3 separate regions of the Sus scrofa genome follow, and all the other regions are linked to region 1. A link is a contact called in public Hi-C data. All regions are on one chromosome and are shown on one strand. The core of a region is the stretch at or near the end of the contact, and the rest is flanking DNA. Distances in the headings are between cores, read along the strand shown.

Region 1 (4,406 bases), core at 1,192-3,691:
TTCTATGACAATCTTAAGAGCACAAAGATTTGCTGACAATTGCTCCAAAAATGGGAGTGTTCAGGGAAATAAAATCTGTATACCAAAAGTGGCTGAGAATTCTTGTCTTCTTTCATAATTTTTTTTTCTTTTGGTATCTCCTTTAATTCTCCTAAACTCACAACCTTACAGCACTACAGAAGCTGGGACCTAAACGGAATTAACATTTCCTTCCATCAAGTGCACTAATGCATTATCCATCTTTGGCAGAATCCCTTCCTAATAGCTAAAGTTGGAAACAGAATTTTTTGTCTTTTTAGGGCTGCACTTGCAGCATATGGAGGTTCGCAGGCTAGGGGTCCAATCCGAGCTGTAGCCACTGGCCTACACCACAGCCACGCCAGATCCGAGCCGCATCTGGGACCTACAGACCTACACCACAGCTCAAAGCAACACCGGATCCTCAGCCTGCAGAGCAAGGCCAGGGATCGAACCCGCAACCTCCTGGTTCCTAGTCAGTTTGTTTCTGCTGTGCCACGACGGGAACTCCCGCAAACAGAATTTAAAGAAAGGCTCAAGAAGAGTTCCAGTTGTGGCTCAGCAATAACGAACCCTACTAGTGTCCATGAGGATGTGGGTTTGATTCCTGGCCTCCCTGAGTAGGTTCCCTACTGTGGCTGTGGCTTAGGCTGGCAGCTATGACTCTGATTAGACCCCTTGCCTGGGAACTTCCATGTACCGCAGGTGCAGCCCTAAAAAACAAAAAAGAAAGGCTCAGGTTCCCATGCTCCTAACGTAGCTGGGCCCAAGGGCCACCCTGCATCGCCAAGTCTCCAACAAAGACTACAGTCTACTTCCTACTGAGGGGTAGTTCTATGGCTTTTTCCAGGCAAGAAGGCCAATGTTAGAGGCTGGACCGTTTGGAATAAAGGTGGAAGCGGTATAAAGAAACCAGATTGACTTCGGGCGCTCGGATCATACTAGGGCATCCCTTCTCAGATTGGGGTTGAGAGTACTCAACAAAAACGTGCAAAAAAAGTTAACTCCCCTCTCTGCTGACGAGGCGGCCCTCAGAATATGCAGACCTGGGCCTGATGGAAGGCTCAGGGAAAGATGACCTGGACCAAGTTACGCGAAAAGACCTGGCACGAACTATTCTGGCTCTATTTGTGGTTCCAGGCTTAGACGCGATAGGGAGAATAACTGCGAGGAAGGGAGAGTGATGACGCTTCTTCCAGAAGTCTTAACCAGCTCATCCAGCAACACCCCTCAGGGAACACTCAGCGAACCAACATTTCACGGCCCTCGCGCCTGCCCTCAATCAAGATGGCCGCCGCGGCGCGCCCACACAACGGCGCACGCGCCGTACCTCTGCTCCGCCTTCTTCCCGTCCTTCTGAGCGCCGGTACCGCCCACTCACCAGCTGCACTCCCTCCGTGCGCCCTCAGCTTCACCCCCTTTTCTGGGTGCCCCCGCCCGTCCAGACTCCCGAGGCGGAAGTGGATAGTGCTGCTCAGCGGAGAGGCCGAGGGGGGGAGGGGGAAGTGCTTCCGGGGAAACGGGCCCCGGGTTGGTGTTTGTAAACTTGCCTCGGTCCCGGCGGGGACAGCGGTGGCCACGGGGTTGGCACGGCGTGCTGGGGCCTGGAGGAGGCGCCGCGCGGCTGGGGAGACAGTGGAAGGCCGCGCCTGGCAGGTAAGAGCACGCCCCGGGGAGCGCAACGTCGTCCGGGTAGACGGCAGCGCTTCAGCAGCTCGCAGGCCGTGGGGCGCCGCGCGGGAAGGGGGAGGGGAAGGGAGGAGGGGCGCGTGGCGAAGGGAGGGGGCTCACGGGGAGAGCTAGGACCGCGCGCGCTCCGCGGTCCGGCCGCGTCCCCGGTCGGGCAGTGGGGGCTTGCTCGGAAGGGACGCGGGCGCGAGCACGCACCTTGCGCGCTCCTCGGCTGTCTTCTTCGGGTGCGTGCGGCGGGCGCAGCGGCTGGCTGGCTGGCTGGCTGGCTGGCGGGAGGGAGGGAGGGAAGGTGGGTGGGAACGCTCAGCGCTGGGCTTCGCCTCCTTGCTTTCCACCTCCGCAGCGAGTTTACGTACCTTGGGGGGGGACTCGGAGAACACGCACGTGTGGGCCTGCCCTGGCGCGAACTGCCGTTCCGGTTTCTGCCTGCTTGCCAAGGGCCCAGCCATAGGCCTTGAGCTTTTCTCTACCCTACTTCTGATCGCCTTAATAGAGTGCGAGCTTCGCGGGCCGGCCCACTGGACACAAAAGCCCCAAAGGGCCGCCGCCCCCTTCTTCCCGTCCAAAAATGACAAATCCAAGCAGTTGGCCGGGTGCAGTTCCTTCACCAGAGGCCCCAGTTACATTTGCTCCTGTTGGCTATCCGGAGACCAGTTTCTTATGACCCAGAAAGAAAAACTGCTTGACTGATGTCTTCCTTTTTTTGAGTTGCACAAAGAGCGCCTGGCAAAAGTTCAGCCCACGACTGGTGGTATGGGCCCGTGGATGTTGCACCTAACAGCCCTATCTCCCTTTTCGGTTTTAGGTTTGTGAAACAGATGTGAATTTCATCCAGGGAATTCAGCTGGAAAACCAAGACTGGCAGACTCTTTTTCTTCAGACAATAGGCAGGAACCAGGCAGAGACCAGGGATTCTTGGAACATCTATCTTCCCTTTGGAGGACACTAAATTCTATGTGAAGACAAAGGCAGTTCAATATGGCAGCAGGACTGAAGGGACACGAAGGAGTTGTTACAGGGATTTGGTGACAGTTCTTCAAACAACAGTGTCTTAAAGAAAGGTGGATCAAGAAGCTCCTGAACTTTTGTGTTGCATTAAGTGAGAAATCAGCATGGCTCAGGTAAAAAGCTCTAGAGTCCTCCTCCTTCAAGATCTCTGGGAAGCGTGTTTGCAGTTTCACTCTTGAATGCTGCCTTAGTCAACATATTGACCAACACAGTGAGCCAAGCTCTGTATTAAGCACCAGGGGGAGATCTAGAGGAAGGAAAGGAGACAGGCCACAGCCCCTGCCTTCAGGGAGCTTCCAGTCAAATGAAGGAGGTAGGCTATACTGCATCACAGGCCCTGATGGGACATTTGCAAAGCAGCATGTACTCAGTGTACACTTGGTGCATTAACTGCTGAGGGGCGTGAGGGAGTGAACAGTCTGGTGAAAGCTTCATTTGTCTTTATCAACAGGAGTTTATTGAGCTCCCTTTTTATGCAAGGCATTGTACTGGGGAGACAAAGATGAATAAAACTGTCCCTGTCCCCAGCAAGCTTCCAGGCTAGTTGGGTTGGGGGTGGGGGGAGATGAAGACATAGTCTGTCATTTGTCTTTATATTCCCAACACCTTGCGAAGTGGCTGGCTGGTAGTACAGGCTCAATGAGTCTGTTGATTGAAGGAATGTGCAGTCATAGAGGTAGGGAATGTGCATTGCAGAGGAGGGAATGATCTTTCTGCCTCGATGAAAAAACAGTTGAAGCTTGAAGGATGCATAGGATTTTGCTAAATAAACAACCAGAACAGGGTATTCAGACAAGGAGAACTGCATGGGCAAAGCTTAGAGGCATGGGCACACGTGGTAAGGTTGGGAGTATTGTAGATGGTTTGCCAGTTAAGGAGGAAAGCATTTAAATGGGGGCTCGTTAGGGGAATATGGGAATGTTAGGGTGAGGGAGGTGTTTCCTGGAGAAGGAAGCGGAGTGTGCCTTGAGGGCCTTTTATGCCTTACTGAGAATTAGACTTTATTCTATAGGGAAAGGGAACGCTCTGAAGAATGTTAGGCAGCAGAGTGATATCAGATCGGTGTGTTTGTATTTGGAAGGTAATTGTCACTGTGAGGATACAGGATGGATTGGAGAGAAAGGATGACTTGATAGTTCATTGTTGTCATCTGAGTAGAAAAGCTATATGCAGGCATTCCCAGAGCTTGTCCCAGCTTCCTTCCAGGGACCCTTCCCTACCAATCTCACCGGGATGGCAGCCTGATTACGGTTTAATTGGCTTTTTTCCAGCTGCACGCATAGCTTCCTCCTTTCCATGCCGAGTAGGAGCCCTTCGGTTTCTTCTTCCTTTGTTTGCAACCCACTCCACAGTATTGTGTTCACTTTTGCTCTGACTGAACAAATTGCTAACTTTGTACAGGGCACTGCTGAGCATTTTATATCTTGGCTTAACTGTCATCAGCCCTGTGAGGTTGAATACCATGATAAATATTTTGCATTTAGGGCAACTGAGACTTAAAGAGGTGGGGTCACTTGCCCAGCATTGTACAATTATCAACAGAATTTTTTTTACTTCTGGACCTTTCAGTCCAAAGCCCTTGGGGGGAGGGGGGCATCCCAGGATATACGGATTACGTGAAAGGAATTTCTGTATAAATTGCTTGTGGAAGTTGGCTGACCAAGTCTTTCTTAAAGACGTTTCTCCAG
Region 2 (4,406 bases), core at 900-3,399, 48 kb after region 1:
CGTTCTGAGCCCAGGTTTCTCTGCCTTGGCTGGAAAGGGAAGAGGAAGGTCTTAAGTCCAGGGTAGAGGAAGGGACCAAAGAACTGAAGATGGTGGTACCCACGGAGAGTAAAAGGAAAGCCTAAACTAGGGACCCAGAGGCCTTGGTACTTTGGGGGACCTGAGGAACAGAACACATTTCTCCTACCAAGATGCCACCTCAGACAGAAGGGGGCTGACCAGGGGAAAGGGGCCCTCTGCTGCTCTTAGAGCTGAGGTGGAGTTGAGGGGAGGGCATGGATGAAGGGGGCTGCCGGATAGGGGGGGACGTCTCTGCCGCCCTGCCCCGCTCCAGAGTCGGGAACAAAGCTGCTCTTGTCGGCTGCTCTCCACCCGCTGCCCCCCTCCCCTCTGTATAAACACGACCACCTTTTTCCATGACCCCATCCCCAGCCTGGGCGGAGAACCCAGGCATCCTCTGCTCTAGCCTGGGCCCCCAGCCTGCTCCCCAGGAGGCAGCGGTGGGCCAGGTCTCCCTGGCCTGGTGCCACCCTTGGGGGAGTCCAGACCCTGGAGTCTCCACCTCCCATCCCCAGGTGCCCCTCCCTCTACCTCACTGGTCCCAGGGAGGGGCAGTGCCCAGGAGGCAGGCAGGCAATGCCAGTGGAATGTGTGTGGGCATCGGAGGGCACGGGGAGGGTGGGGCAGAGGGGGGAACTGGAGGTGCCAGTTAGGTGGCTTTCTGAGCCAGGGGTGGGGGTGTGCCGGGGTGGGGGGGTGTGCCCTGTGCTGCTTACTAGGCTCTAAGCCACAGCGTGTGTGTGCATGTGTGTGGGTGTGAGTATGTGTTTCTCTGTTTGGGATACCCAAGCCCCAGGCACCCCGCACATGCCGCCTCCTGCCCCCTGTCCTCTCTTTTCTGGCCTCAAGGATAAGGGACACTGCCTGCGGTCCTCAACCCCGATCGACATCTGAGGAGGGACGGTCAGGGCAGGAGCCTCAAACGTGAAGACTGGGATGGCAGCTGCTCTGAACATGGGCCCCAAAGGGGCACAGCCATCTCAGCTTCTTGCCCTCCAGACCCCTCCTCAGGCGCCCCTGCCCTGCCCCCACCTTTGCACACTCTTACCCTCTGGCCACCTGCAGAGATTCTCTCCTACCCGCTGGGTCAAGTTGAGGGACCTGGGCTCTAAGTGCCGGAGACCGTGAGGCAGCAGCGTCAGTAGGGCCCCAGAACGGGGACTCTGGGGTCCCTGCCCCTGAATCCCTGCCCTTCCTTTGTTCAATTTGGGCTCCTCTCAGAGAATACTGCCAAGACTCACACCCAAAATTGGGGATATGAGAGAGGGGAACTTCACTGACCCCTATCTTATCCACTTGTCTCTCCAAGCTTCTGGACCCAGTGGGCCAGGATCACTTGCCTCTGGACCTTTCCTTCGCCCTTCTGATGTCCAGGCTGAGCCATTCCGCTAGGGAAGGAGGAACTTGGACCAGCGCGGACCAAAAGTCCTCTCCTTAGATTCCCCAGGGGAAGCCAGAGGGCAGGCCGTCGGTGGACTTTCCCCACAGGAGCGGACCCTGTCTCCCCTCCCACTCCAGGCACAAGAGTAGGATAGGAACCCCCTGGCCCAAGACTCCCCCCGCCCCCCCCGTAAAGCTCGCTCACTACTCCTCGCGACGAAAGGGTGGATAAAGCCCAGCCCAGCCCAGCCTGTCTAAAATCGTCCCCATTCCCTTCCCACGTCAGGGCTGACCCCCAAGTCAGCCCCCCTCCACCCGTGCGGACAGCCGGACCAGCCCGGGGAGGGACGGAGCCGGCGTGGCTCCCCGGCGCCCCCGCCCCCGGCCCAAGCTCGCCGGGGGACCCGGGCGTCCGTCCGTGGCGCCGAGCCTGCTTCCCCGCCTGACTCACCTGGAGGGGGAGGGAGGGGGAAGGGAGGCCGCCGAGCCCCGAGGTCCCGGCGTCGGGCGGTCGCGAGGATGGAGCGTCGCAGTGGCAGGGGCTCCCGGTGATGGGGGGCTCTGGGGCGGGGGCACGGACTCTAGGCTGGGACGGTCCCGGGGCCTCTCGGAGCCCGCCCGCCCACGTGACCGCCCCAAAATATCCGACACATTTTCTCCCAAACCGCACACTGACTCTGCAGGCGGGGACACGGAAAATATTTTCTTTCTTTTTCTCCCTCCCCACCCCCCCACCTCCCTCCCAGCCCGGCTCCCTCCTCCCCCTCCCGCCCTCGCTCCTCCCTCCCCTGCCGCCTGCCCCTGCCCGGCTCCCTCCTCGGTGCCCTGGGGCTGGGGGGCGGGGGTGGGTGGGTAGGAGGGGGGGGCTGGGCGGGGCGGCCCGGGACGCCTGGGTCTCTGCCCCTCCCATTTGCTGGGCTTCCGTGGCTGCGTCCCCGGGAGGCCGGGCAAGGCTGGCAGGAGAGGTCAGTGTCCTGGGCCCGGGATGCCACCCTTTCTCTCTGGCACTTTTCCCTTTCCTGCCATTTGGGGGGACTGGGTGAGTTCTCTGGCCAGACTGTGGTTCAGGGAGGCCAGTCTCTGCACCTCTGCAGGGTAGGCGGTAGGGGCGCATCCACGTCTTCCTAGGGGTGGAGTGACCACGCAGGGATATGCCAGAGCAGATGCCACTGTCTTTACCCTTTGCTGAGCCTTCACCTGCAGGTCAAAGTAGTCTCCACTTCCCCTTGCCTACCGCAGCCGGTCCTTTGGTCCCAGGAGCAAACTGGTTTAACTAGTGGAGGCTGTGGGGGGTGCTAAGGCCTGGCCTTAAAGACCTCCTCCCTCTCACCCTGCCTTGATCACCTGGGAGTGGGAGTTAGGGCTCCTGGGTCCCTGGCTGCTGAGACTGTCCCCACCTTCAGGCTTGGGTCTGGAGGGGAGAGGCTGGGGAGGAGGGCAGAAGGATCCCTAGCTGGGAGTGGGAGGAGCCTTGGGCTGGGTGTGAGGGAGGAAGCCCAAGCTGAGGGTGTGTGTCTGCCTTAACTAGTGCCTGCCTGCCTGCCTGCCTGCCTGCCTGCCTGGTGGATGCGCCACGAATGTTGTTGACTCTAGGTCTGTGTGTGTGTGTGTGTGTGTGTGCGCGTGTGTGCGCGCACACGCGCGCGCGCCTGTGTGTGCGTGCGCCCAGAGTCAATGCAGTGTCTGATGGGGACATTCTCTGACTTCAGTGTGACCGCCACAGACTCTCAGCACTAGACTGTCCATTCTACGGAGGACAGAGTGAGAGGAGAGAAGGGGTCTGAAGTCCAGGCTCCATGGGACTAGGGGGGGAGTGAGAAAGTGGGGAAGGGCAGCAGTAGTAGTGGGGGCTGGGCTAGGCTGGAGACATGCACCCCAAAGACACTCCCCAGCCACAGTCCCAGGGAGGCCAGCCCTGGAGACACCCACTCGTGGTCACATCACATTTTCCATACTGAAATTACCTTGCTCTGTCCTCATTGCCACCCTGGGGACCAGGTATCCTTCCTCCCCGGAAAGGGAAAAGCCACTTTCGGTGGTAGCCAGAGTCAGGTGAAGGGGAGGGAGAAGACCGGGCACGCTGGGGCTCTCTTGGGTGAACGGGAGCTGTTGATGGGGTGCAGACAAGGCCCTCCCTTTCACTCCAGGGGTGGGAAGAGCTGGGAATAGGTACTCCAGGGTCCCGTCCCCAGGTGGCCTGGCTGCTGTTGACTTTGCTTGGTTACCCTGGGAGCAACTCTCAGCAGTGTGGCAGGGGCGGGTGTCGGGGAGTTGGACCCAGGCGTCCAGGCAGGGGTAGGATGGCACCCTGCCTGGGTGGCAGAGATCTTGCCAGGAGGCTGCGAAGTTAACCCCTCTTGCCCTGGCGGTGGTGGTGGCTGGCAGAAGAAGGGCTAGCCCAGCTGCGGTTTGTGAACGTTCCCTGATTCCCCCTCCCCCTCCCCCTCCCAGCACATCTGTACTTGGTTTACAGTGAATGAGTCTCCTGTCCTCATGAACCGGGCAAGGGCACCACTCCCTCCCTGGCCCCTGGCCGGGCATCCTGACACAGAACCAGGCACCACCCACCCGGGGAAAGCTCTCCCTGCTCAGTAGCCCTCTCTCTTCTTCTTAGAGGGCGCTCAGGGGCTAGTGCCCCAAGAGCTAGAGCTCTGAGACTATGCAGCTGGGGTAGCAAATGGGGACAGGGCAACTAAAACGGGGGACAAAACGCTTGGGTAGCTTGGAAAGAGAGAGAGGGTCTGGAATTCCATCCGTCTCTACCCTCCCCCTTCTCTTGGTCTGTCTGTCAGTCCGCCTCTGCCTTTGTCTCTAGTGGGTGTTTGTCCATCCATCGGTCTTGGTAACTGTGGCTCCGCCCTTCTGGCGGCCTTTTGGGTCCCTAGCCAACGACAGCAGCCAGGGGGCGATGCCCAGGAAGACCCGCCCTGCGCCGGCCCCTCCCCTCGGGGCTGCCGCGGCTCCGC
Region 3 (4,406 bases), core at 874-3,373, 36 kb before region 1:
TTAACCAGCTGAGCAATAACAGGAACTCCTGAGTGTCTTTTTTTCTTCTTAATAAGATTATTGATATGGTTTAAACCTACCATCTTTCTATCATTTTCTATTTGTCCCATCTATTCTTTGTTCCCTTTCCCTCCTTTATATCATATTCTGAATTAATTATGATTCCACAAATGGAATGAATGGCACATTTTATTTCAGTTCTTTTCTTTTTCATTTTTTTTTATTTTTGTCTTTTTAGGGTCATACCTGTGACATATGGAGATTCCCAGGCTAGGGGTCAAATCGGATCTGTAGCCACTAGCCTAAACCAGAACCACACCAGAGCCACAGCAACGCAGGATCCGAGTCACACCAGTGACCTACACCATAGCTCATGGCAATGCCAGATCCTTAACACTGAGCGAGGCCGGGGATCAAACCTAAGTCCTCAAGGATGTCAGTTGGTTTTGATAACCGATGAGCCACGATGGCAACTCCTATTGTATGTTCTTGAATCATTCTATGTTTTTACTGTTTGATTTTTTTTTTTTTCCTTGTATGGCCATACCTGTGGCATATAGAATTCCTGGGCTAGGGGTCGAATTGGAGCTACATCACAGCCACAGCTACGCCAGATCTGAGCCACACTGCAAACTACACCTCACCTTGCGGCAACACCAGACCCTTAACACACTGAGAGACGCCAGGGATCGAACCCACATACTCGTGGACACTAGTCGGGTTCTTAACCCCCTGAGCCACAACAGGAACCCCCAAATACATATTTCTTCACTATCATTTGAAAATATACCAATTATTTCTTCCATTAAGATATCTGATTTCCTGCCACATCCACCTCAATAAGAGAAACCTTTAGAATACTTCTACTTACCTCTCCCACCAATTCCTAGGTCTTGCAGAAAGAGCATAGTATCTGCAGTTCTAGATAGAATTAGATGCCCATCAATGTACGTGAACTGTTGTTCTGTTCTGTTGTTTTGTTTTGTTTTTTGCTTTTTAAGGGCCACACTTGCGGCATGTGGCTTTTCCCAGGTTAGGGGTCAAATCAGAGCTACAGCTGCCGGCCTACGCCACAGCCACAGCCACATCAGATCCGAGCCACATCTATGACCTACACCACAGCTCATGGTGATGCCAGATCCTTAACCCACTGAGCGAGGCCAGGGGTAGAACCCACAATCTCATGGTTCCTAGTCGGATTCCTTTCTGCTGAGCCACGACGGGAACTCCTGTCCATGAACGTTTAACAGAATACTATTTTGCCACGTTTGTTTCACTCCTTGTCTTTTCTCCTTTTCATTTTCCTCCATCCTGACTTCTCTGTTCTCTCAATTTTTCTGGAGTGTTTCCCTCAGGTGAGCTATGGGGTTGGTATATTCCTTGAATCCTTTATATCTCCCTGTACCTTTCTTTTGCACTAATGGAAGGTGAATGCTTCCTTAACTGGATATGAGATCCTAAGGAGCCCTCCTTTTCTCCTGTATACTCACTTTTAGCTTCTGGTGTTACAGACAAAAAGTGTGTTAATCTGATTCTTTTCCCTTTGTCAATAACTTGCTCCTTCTGTCTAGATGCTTGAAAATATCTTTAATCTTGGAATTCAGGAATTCTGTGCTTTGATGTTTGTCTTCTCTTTTTGTATCTTTGGTGCTCTTTCTGGGCAAGCTCAGAATTTTCTTCAGGTTGGCAAAATATTCCTCTATTTTTAAATTATTGCCTCTCCTCCATTTATGCCTTTTCTTTCTTTTGGAACGAACATATTCGAATGTTAAGACTACTGGATGTATTCTCCAAGTCTCATATTTTCCTCATTATTTATTTCCATCTCTTCGTATTATTCGCTCTGTGCTTTGAAATATTTTTCCACTTATTCTTCCAAGCCACTAATTTGAGTGCCGGCAGGGACCAGACTTCTTGCTTTCAATAAATAGGCTGATTTTTTTGTTGTTGAAAATGATGGTTTTTAGTTCCAGAAAGTATTTTCTGGTCTCGGATCTCTTTAACTGCTCTCAATATTTTCTTAAGTTGTCATACTCTTTGGTGGCTCCTGTGCCGTCTGGTAGGCAGGAAAACCAACTCTATGACCTCATCCCTGTAGGGCCAAGGCCGTCTGAGTCATGGTCTTCCAGTATCCCCACAGTCCTGACCTCTGCTCAGGGACTCTCCGGAGCTGGTCTCCAGGCTCCTGGGTGGTGAGAATGAGGAAGCTCCTCCCTGGGTTTCCACACCAGGCCTTCCCCATGGTAAATCCCAAGTCCAAGCCTTCATTTGTGTATGCTTTCCACTGGGCCCAACAGCAATATGGCTAAAGAGAGGCACATGTTGGAGCTCCCATCGTGGCTCAGTGGGTTACAAACCCAACTAGTATCCATGAGGACGCAGGTTCAATCCCTGGCCTCGCTCAGAGGGTTAAGGATCCAGTGTTGCTGTGAGCTATGGAGTTGATCACAGACACAGCTTGGATTTCACATTGCTGTGGCTGTGGTGTAGGCTGGCAGCTGCAGCTCTGATTTGACCATTGACCAGCCTGGGAACTTCCATAGGCTGCAGGTGCAGCCCTAAAAAAACAAAAACAAAAAGAGAGAGGCAAATGCTAGAGATGGGAGTGAAAAATCCCCTTCGAACATGGTTCTCACAATTGAGCATGCATTAGAACCACCTCCGGGGCTTGTAAATATGGATGGCTGAACCCCACCCTAGGAGTTTCTGATTCATGAGCTCTGGGGTGGGACTTGAGAATTCGCATTACTAACCAGTTCCCAGGGAGTACTGATGCTGCCGAACTATGAGCCATACTTTGAGAACCACTGCATTAGAATACATCAAACCAGAGTTCCCGCTGTGATGCAAAGGGATCATCAGCATCCTTGCAGCACCAAGATAGAAGTTCGATGCCTGGCCCGGCACAGTGGGTTAAAGGATCCAGCATTCTGCAACTGCACCTCAGAACCCTGCCATGGGGTGGCCAAAAAAGAAAGACGGAGTTCCTGCTGTGGCTCCGTGGGTTAAGAACCCGACATAGTGTCCATGAAGATGCAGGTTTGATCCCTGGCCTCGCTCAGTGGGTGAAGGATCCAGCGTTGCCCTGAGCTGTGGTGTAGGTTGCAGACACGGCTCAGATTCTGTGTTGCTGTGGCTGTGGTGTAGGCCGGTGGCTACAGCTCTGATTAGACCCCTAGCCTGGGAACCTCCATATGTCACGGGTATGGCCCTAGAAAAGGCAAAAAATAAAATAAAATTTTAAAATAAAATGTATATGGTCGTAAGAAAAAGCTAACAATAACGCGTTACAAACTAAGGAAATGTGCAAGCTAATTGGCCTTGGCACCAGAGAATTTGCTAAAAATGAATTTATTATTTTATTAAAACTAGGCCATCAGACTACTGGATTTCTCTAACATGTGGAAGCTGGATTGCAAGAACCAAAAGTCCATCAGTCTAGAAGAGAAAGCACAGAATCATTGCATTTGGGGCATAAAATTAGGGAGACGGTGACTTGTAGAAACGGCATTCTTGGAGTTCCTGTTGTGGATCAGCTGTAATGAAACCAACGAGTATCTATGAGCCCGGCCTCGCTCAGTGGGTTAAAGATGTAGGTAGCAGATGTGGCTCGGACGGCCAAGCTGTGGCTGTTGGTGTAGGCTGGCAGCTGCAGTTCCGATTCAACCCTTAGCTCAGGAACTCCCACATGCTGCAGGTGTGACCCTAAAAAGCAAAATAATAATAACAACAATAATGATGATGGTATTCCTTACATTCTAGTCGGGTGAGACTGGGCAGGGGGTGAAGAGAGTAAGTAAAAAAGTGAATAACTAACTAAGTACATATATATTAAATAAAATTTAAAGTATGCCAGATGCCTATACATGCTGGGGAGAAAAACAGGCTATGCAGGAGTTCCCTGCTGGCCCAACAGTTAAGGATCTAGCTTTGTACTGCTGAGGCTCAGGTGGATGCTGAGGTATAGGTGGCAGCTGTGGCTCAGATTCGATCTCTGGCCCAGGAACTTCCACATCGTACAAGCGCAGCCGAACAACAACAACAACAAAAACCAGAGCAGATAAAGGAACCGCAAGTGCTAGATGGTGAAAACGTAATTTTATTTTTTTCTTTAACAGCCGCACCTGCAGCATATGGAAGTTTCCAGGCTAGAGGTCGAATGAGAGCTGCACCTCCCAGCCTATACCACAGCCATGGCAAAGCCAGATCCGAGCCCCATCTTCAACCTACGCTGCAGCTCACAGCAATGCCGGACCCTTAACCTACCGAGTGAGGCCAGGGATCCAACCTGCATCCTCTTGGATACTAGTCGGGTTCTTAACCTGCTAAACAACAACAGGCGACTCTGAAACTGTAATTTTAAATTAAATATTCAAGGAAGGCTTCACTAAGGAGATGGCAGTTGA

Evidence for each region. Hi-C and Micro-C count contacts between places; a contact is called where the count stands out from the background.
Region 2: a Hi-C map of embryonic fibroblasts shows a contact between it and region 1, with 4 times the contacts expected there. The contact joins the promoter of RARG here to the promoter of CSAD in region 1. A contact is called at or near these places in 1 of 47 Hi-C or Micro-C datasets (embryonic fibroblasts) and 1 of 2 datasets of contacts at active chromatin or transcription factors (alveolar macrophages).
Region 3: a contact with region 1 is called in a Hi-C map of embryonic fibroblasts, with 1.9 times the contacts expected there. The contact joins the enhancer-like site here to the promoter of CSAD in region 1. A contact is called at or near these places in 1 of 5 promoter capture datasets (liver), 13 of 47 Hi-C or Micro-C datasets (alveolar macrophages, embryonic fibroblasts, epiblast stem cells and 7 more) and 2 of 2 datasets of contacts at active chromatin or transcription factors (alveolar macrophages and skeletal muscle).

The regions. Positions count from the first base shown.
Region 1 is chr5:18,408,005-18,412,410 of Sscrofa11.1, forward strand. It overlaps CSAD (cysteine sulfinic acid decarboxylase), which reads right to left and starts at 2,442. Exons shown (of 17, transcript XM_021091702.1): 1 at 2,067-2,442; 2 at 1,906-1,976; 3 at 1,569-1,642. The coding sequence starts at 2,159. It overlaps ZNF740 (zinc finger protein 740), which reads left to right and starts at 680. Exons shown (of 7, transcript XM_021091710.1): 1 at 680-1,674; 2 at 2,516-3,031. The coding sequence starts at 3,023.
Region 2 is chr5:18,456,476-18,460,881 of Sscrofa11.1, forward strand. RARG (a long non-coding RNA gene) reads right to left here and starts at 2,150. Exons shown (of 9, transcript XR_002343956.1): 1 at 1,892-2,150. LOC102161895 (a long non-coding RNA gene) reads left to right here and starts at 2,318. Exons shown (of 4, transcript XR_002343961.1): 1 at 2,318-2,405.
Region 3 is chr5:18,372,383-18,376,788 of Sscrofa11.1, forward strand. No RefSeq gene overlaps it. Among named protein-coding and RNA genes, the nearest start is that of SOAT2, 16 kb to the left of the region's middle. Within about 2 kb of position 2,124, at least 10 of the 83 cell types and tissues checked have an H3K27ac peak or open chromatin away from gene starts, as enhancers often do. A contact at or near this core is called in alveolar macrophages and embryonic fibroblasts, where this site is marked.